Regions from separate parts of the Mus musculus genome. Here region 2 is linked to region 1. The links are chromatin contacts, called in public HiChIP or PLAC-seq maps. All regions are on one chromosome and are shown on one strand. Each heading gives the region's core, a stretch centred on a gene start, on an enhancer-like site or on the middle of the called end of the contact. The rest is flanking DNA. Distances are from core to core; before and after follow the strand shown.

Evidence for each region. HiChIP or PLAC-seq counts read pairs in DNA pulled down with a chosen protein or histone mark.
Region 2: a contact with region 1 is called in an H3K27ac HiChIP or PLAC-seq map of oligodendrocyte precursor cells, with 3 times the contacts expected there. The contact joins two enhancer-like sites. A contact is called at or near these places in 2 of 15 datasets of contacts at CTCF or cohesin (large pre-B cells and pro-B cells), 3 of 484 Hi-C or Micro-C datasets (B cells, the CH12 cell line and Th1 cells), 4 of 115 datasets of contacts at active chromatin or transcription factors (acute myeloid leukemia, extraembryonic endoderm stem cells, liver and 1 more) and 1 of 9 other capture datasets (embryonic stem cells).

Annotation. Positions count from the first base shown.
Region 1 is chr2:65,151,081-65,154,246 of GRCm38.p6, forward strand. It overlaps Cobll1 (Cobl-like 1), which reads right to left. Exons shown (of 14, transcript NM_177025.6): 2 at 1-87. Among named protein-coding and RNA genes, the nearest start is that of Gm13594, 81 kb to the right of the region's middle. Within about 2 kb of position 1,446, at least 8 of the 459 cell types and tissues checked have an H3K27ac peak or open chromatin away from gene starts, as enhancers often do. A contact at or near this core is called in oligodendrocyte precursor cells, where this site is marked.
Region 2 is chr2:65,283,947-65,286,974 of GRCm38.p6, forward strand. No RefSeq gene overlaps it. Among named protein-coding and RNA genes, the nearest start is that of Cobll1, 47 kb to the left of the region's middle. Within about 2 kb of position 1,530, at least 80 of the 459 cell types and tissues checked have an H3K27ac peak or open chromatin away from gene starts, as enhancers often do. A contact at or near this core is called in oligodendrocyte precursor cells, where this site is marked.

The DNA of each region.
Region 1 (3,166 bases), core at 196-2,695:
GTAGATTCTACAGGGTCTTCAGCAGAAGAGACATCAGTGCCCTTCGTCTCGGCCGGAGGAAGAGGCGCCTTCCCTTTTGTTTTCCTGCTACGAGAAGAAGAAAATTCAGAAAATAAAAAAGATGCTTTCCAGTATCACCTAGTTTTATTAAAGAAAAACAACTAAACAACAACAACAAAACAAACAAATGAAAAACCTTAAGTTTTTATGACTTTCACATCAGGAAACTTTTAATTTATTAAACTGAAAGACATGAAATATAAATGGCCAATAAATACATGAAATATATTCATCACTAGCCCTTAGAGAAAGAACCTAAAATAGCACTGTGATCTCAGCTCGTCCTAATCAGAACAATGGACATTAAGAAAACAACAACAACAACAAAAAAAAACCAAACAACTAACACTGTTGAGATTTACAGAAAAAGGAGCCCTTACAAACAGTTAAGTATGACAGTAAACTGGTCAAACCACTTTGGAAATCTGCATGACTGTTGTGGGTTAAATCACAACCAATGGACTGTATGACCCAGCTGTGCCTCTCCGCTCTTCACTGAAAGGGTATTTAAGTCAGGATACCATAGCATCCTTGTTAAAGGATGTTCACTGCCCCACTATTTACAACAGCCACACTGTGGAATCATCTTAGGAGTCCATCAACAAGGATGCATAAAGGACACGGGTCTATACACACAGAACGGCATATGATTCAGCTGTAGCATACAATTATATCACCTGCAATAAAACGGATGCAACCGAGGATTATGACAGTAAGTGAATTCTGGCTCAGAAAGACAAATCGTGTGCATTTTCACTCATTTGTGGAGCCTTGACTTTATATAGGTACTATGTGTATTACCTAAAGGTAGAAAGAAACTATGTGAATGAAGATGAGTAACAGGAGAGGGAGACAGGAGGCAAATAAAGGACATGGGGGTGAAGCGAGAAGGGCACTGTGCATCTGTATGAAAATGGCCTTATGAGACCCAGAGCTCTCTGTGTATAATTATCATATTCTTAAACAAAAAAGGCAAGGTAAAGAGACTCCCTATTGGCCTTCATCCAGTTCAGTGTGTTCAGTCCTACTGAAGTAAGAATATCATCTCTTCTTTGATGAGATAACTTATGAACAATGTCTCAAGATGGACTGTTGTACTGTACACCTCACAGTGGTCTCTGAGTCTTTCCTGATTTCTTTCCAGTTTAGTGTACCCTACTTCTCCATCCAGATAAACCTTATCTATCCTTTACTGTCTAGCTTACTCCCTCTGGCCCCAAACATGCACACAGAGCTTCTTTCTTCTTTGAATTGATGCAGTGTTTTCAACCAAATCTTTAAATCCAGCTATTTTTTTTTTCCTATCATTCCCTGCTCACCAGATCACCACTCTGAATTTACGATACCAGAAAAGAAGCAAGAAAGCTGTAAGTGGCTGTGTTTGGTACTGCTCCTAGCATTGAACAATGAACTCCCTCACTGTCTGTAAGACACACACTCAGACACGACTGTTACCCAGTAGGCATTTTCAGACGAGTTTAACTGAGGCAGGAAAGATCCACCCTGAATGTAGGCACCACTTTCCGGAAGGCTAGGGCCCAGATGGCATAGAAAGAAGAAAGGGAGAGCCCTGGAATCCTAATTATCGTGACTTCCTCACCATGACGGACTACGCTGGAAAATTAGGAGCCCAAATACATTCTTCATTGCTTTTGTCAAACACTTTGTTGTAATGGAAAAATAAAATAATAATAATTTAAAAAAAAAAACACAAAGTAACTTTCCTAGCCTTGTGGTTCACGGACCTGTAAAACTGCTATGTAGAAGGAATATGGAAGGCTTTGGAGCTGTAGGCTAGAGAAGCCCAAATATGCTATGAGCAGAACTGAATGGGCCATTCAGGACTTCAGAAGACCAGAATGCCTTCAGAAACACAGGCAGTAAAGGTCAGGCTCTCCAGAGGGTTCTGAGATGAACAGGACTCTATCAGGAACTGGGTTAGAGGCCATTCATGTTATGTTCTGGCAGCGAGTCTGGCTGCATTATAAAAACCTGAGTGAGTCTAAAAGTAATGGACTGAGTTGTTCAGCAGAGCAAACTTAAAGGCAAAAACATTCGGACTGTGGCCTAGTGTTTGCCTGCGCTCTTTATTGAGGTTTCTGTGAGATTCACAGCAGAAATGTAAAAGTGTGCAGTTTAGCACACAGAAAGGAACTTGAGTATGGTGAAAGGTACAGACAAGATTGTGACTGATGAGATAGCAGCAAAGAGATTAATTAGTGACAGAAAGATATATCTTATACTCTTTAGCGGGTAACAGGAAAGATGTCCTGAGGCAAGACCCCATCTATGGAAGGTACCTACTTTTAGAAATGTAAATTAATTGACAAGAGAGATCTTGAATTAAAAATGCCACAGACAAGTCTTCCCTGTTGAAGGGATTCCCTGCTTATAAATATTTACTCAGGAGAAGTTATTTTCCTAGGTTTCAGTCCCACAAAACACCGAAGCCAGTGCAGCTATGGAAGAGGAGTTCAGATTATTTCTTGGGTTGTCAGCAGATCATGTTGGGCACATCATGCACAAGGTACTGGTTTTATAAGTATGTAAAAAAAAAAATGCAGAACTTCTAGGATCATGGTAGTTTATATCATAGTTGTCATAAAGCCACTTAGGCCAAGCAAAGTTGGGCTCCCTACTTTGAAATACTGCTCCACGACACATGAAGATAATGTCCAGTTGCAGTGAAGAAGCCAGTATGTTGAAAAGGTTAGTACCACTAGATGTCCACTAAGAAAGCTGCAGGCATGGAGCAGAGACTGTCTATGTTAGAAGCTATGGATACCACAGATAGCAGAACTGAAAGACCTGGTCTGGCAAGTCTACTATAGTGAGAGGGCTCATAACCTGGATATGAAGCTGAGGACTAATTAGTGCCAGAAAGATAAATCTTGTACTCTGTAGTGGGTAACAGGAAAAATGTCCTAAGAGTAAGACCCCATCTATGGAAGGTACCAACTAGTAGAAACACAAATCAATTGGATAAGACAGATGTTTTCCCTGCTTGGTCTCCCTTCTTTTGCCTCTATTTCTCCTCTTTGGAATGTGTATATCTACACTGTCCCTCTGTATACTGGAAGAAACAATAATGTAATTTTTAAAACTT
Region 2 (3,028 bases), core at 280-2,779, 130 kb after region 1:
TGTGTCTCTGGGAAACCTAAGAAAATGGGTATGGGGATGTTGGTCCATTCTTAAGAGAGTTGGCTGTTTCCTTGCTGTCTAGGGTCTGTGGGACCATCTGTGGCTAGGAAGGAGCAGGTAACTGTGGGGTGGAGCTTAGAAGGAATGCTAACGGGCTCCATGGTGTTGTTTTTTCTTTAAATGAGCGTTTTGTTTTGCTTTCCTATTTCTTGTCTTAATTTTTTTAAAGTCTGTTTTGATTTTGTTTTTGCTTTGAGAAAGGGAAATAAAGAAAAGGAAAGAGCATGCAATTGGATGGGTAGGGGCAGTGGAGACTGCCTGGGAGGAGTTGGGGAGGGGAAATTCTACGATCAAATTATATTTTATGAAAAAAAATTGAAGTTAAAAATTGATTAAAAATAATCCCCCAATTTCTCCATTGTAAGGAATCTGTTAGGGTAACAAAATTCTATTTGTTCCTTTAAGGACTTCTGTGTTTTGGAGCTGTAGGGAGAAGTCAGCAGGAGCTCATCTGACAGAGGTTGTATGCACATATTCATAGTGCGGTTAGACCGGAGTCAGCAAGCAGGACTGGCTCAACCTCACTGTAACTTCCCATGAGTAAAACAGGGGGCTGCATATTACATTACGGCTCAACGATTTCATGTCAGTTTTGAAGATTCATGATATATGTGCTTCCACCGCAGAGCAAACAGGTTATGTGCAGCACTCTTAGAGCTTAATATACTTTTTATATTCTCAAAACATCCTCCTGCGCTCCCACTATCGAGCCTTGGTTCTGGGAAAGAACACCGAGGCACAGAAGAGTTCCGAGTCAGGCACATGAGCTTATACACAGGTGCTCTAGTAGTAGCTTTAGGTCCTGGCAGTGACCTTAATGAGGAGCTCTGCCGTGGGGTTGTTCACCCAGCCTTCAGAGAGCCACTTTACAATGCAGCATTACTTACTGGCACAAGCTCCCTGCCATCATCATCAGTTCTCACCTTTCCTCTACATCAGTGCGCTACAACAACGGCTCTCTTCACACTTTTCTCTCTCCATCCTAGCAGTAGAGCCCTCTGGTGCTTCCCCACTCTATTTCTTACAAAGTGAATTAGAAAATACTGCCCTGTGGGGTTTAAGTAAACAAACATGGACTACTGTGTTTGGAATAACTGATGGTTTCCTGATATGGCTGGGTCGTCCTTTATTTACCTACCCCTAGGTCAAAGAAAACAAAAATTTTTTAAAATATTATATAAAAAGTCCTTAAATACCAAAGACACTATCTTTCCTCATTGATTGTCAGAGGCCACAGGCAAGCTCTGGAAATGAATCAGAAAACTCATTCTGGGTGGGCATGGTGGAGCAGCCCTATAGTCCTGGGACTTCAGAAGTGGAAACAAGGGGCTTTGGAAGTCAGAGCCAGAATGGGTTACATGAGATGCTATTTCAAATCACAGCAGCAGCACCACCACCAAAGGAGAGCTATCCTGCACTTCTGGCTCTGGGGGACAGTGCTGCTGCTCCTCAGGTAGCAGAGCTCACAGTCTGACCAGAGTTCCTGTGCTGACTCACCTCGCCTGTGGAGGCCTTGGGGGTTGGGGAGTCTGCTGGAGCTGCTGGCAAAACAGCAACTGTTTTGTAATGTCTGTCAATGGTGCTATTTGTTTTGGCCTTTCCTCCATAAATTTGGTGGGTAGCCAGGGCAACACAGGGTATTCCTTAGACGAGAGCTAGGCATAGCAGCTGCATGAATCTCTAAGTGGTGGACGGGAAGCAGTGGCAGAGGATGCTGGCCAAGGCCACATTGGAATAGAACTTAACAACTTACCTGCTCAGATTTGAATAATGAACTGAAGCAAAAGAACTGTTATAGCAGGCCTCAGCATGCAGAGAGATGCCTGCTCCCTGGGGGGCTCTGCATGTCATGCTGGTGGCCAAGAATCACACCAGGACTACAGCTGAGAAGTTCCTCTCAACTTCCAAAAGTATTGGACATATTTTATATTTGTGATCATAATTACAGGGCAGTGTGAAAAGCTTGAACCGGTTTGGGGGATAGGTACACTCATATTTCTGAGAAATGAGAAAGAAAGAATTAATTGGCATAAAAACATGAGCGTATTTGCCAGTTGATTAGTAAGTACCATAATAAAACATTATGGGGAAAGCTCTATGTGGAGACTGGGTGTGGCACACACATTTAAGTGATGAGAACTCCATTTTCTGTATCCATTCCTCTGTTGAGGGACATCTGGGTTCTTTCCAGCTTCTGGCTAATCAAGAAAGAGCATGTCGATCTACTTTTTACAAATGTTATGTGTGTGTGTGTGTGTGTGTGTGTGTGTGTGTGTGTGTGTGTGTGCATGCGCATGTGTGTCTATGACCATGGAGGTCAGGAAAGGGCATCGGGAATCTGATGACAATATATACCAGGAATAAGGATCAAGGTAGCAGGAGTTGAGCTGCCTGACAGTACTGGGCACAAAACCCCAGTCCTCTGAAAGAGCAGTTATATTTTCTTAACCACAGAACCATATCTCCAGCCCTGAAATGTGGATTTTTTTTTTTAACTGTTCCACAGGGTTGGCAAAGAAGAGTTCCACGTGATGATGGTCACAACATCAGAAGTTCTCATATTTTAATCTAAATACATAATCCTTCCAAGACTATTGATTTTGAACTGTATTTGAGTCCTACGAGCCTATAAAAGAACTCCGAAATCCCCTTCATTGCTTTGGGCCTATGTAGCCAAATAATTCCTGAAGTTTTTAACCTGTCTTTTCTTTAACTGCAAGGGTCATCACGCTGCTCCTTCTTGCTTTAACTTCATGTAAGACATCATTAATTATGCATGTTATTACGATGTTAATTCTCCCTTCAAATACCTCATTAAATAGATGTGATGTTAGCTATGTGCTTTTCCCCCTCTGAGTCAATTCAGAAGGCCTTGGAGATCAAGAAAAACTTCATTTATTTTACTGTGCTTTGCAATCCAAAGCATTACCAGCAACTCCTTGATAAAGACTTTGTCTTTCTTCAGTTG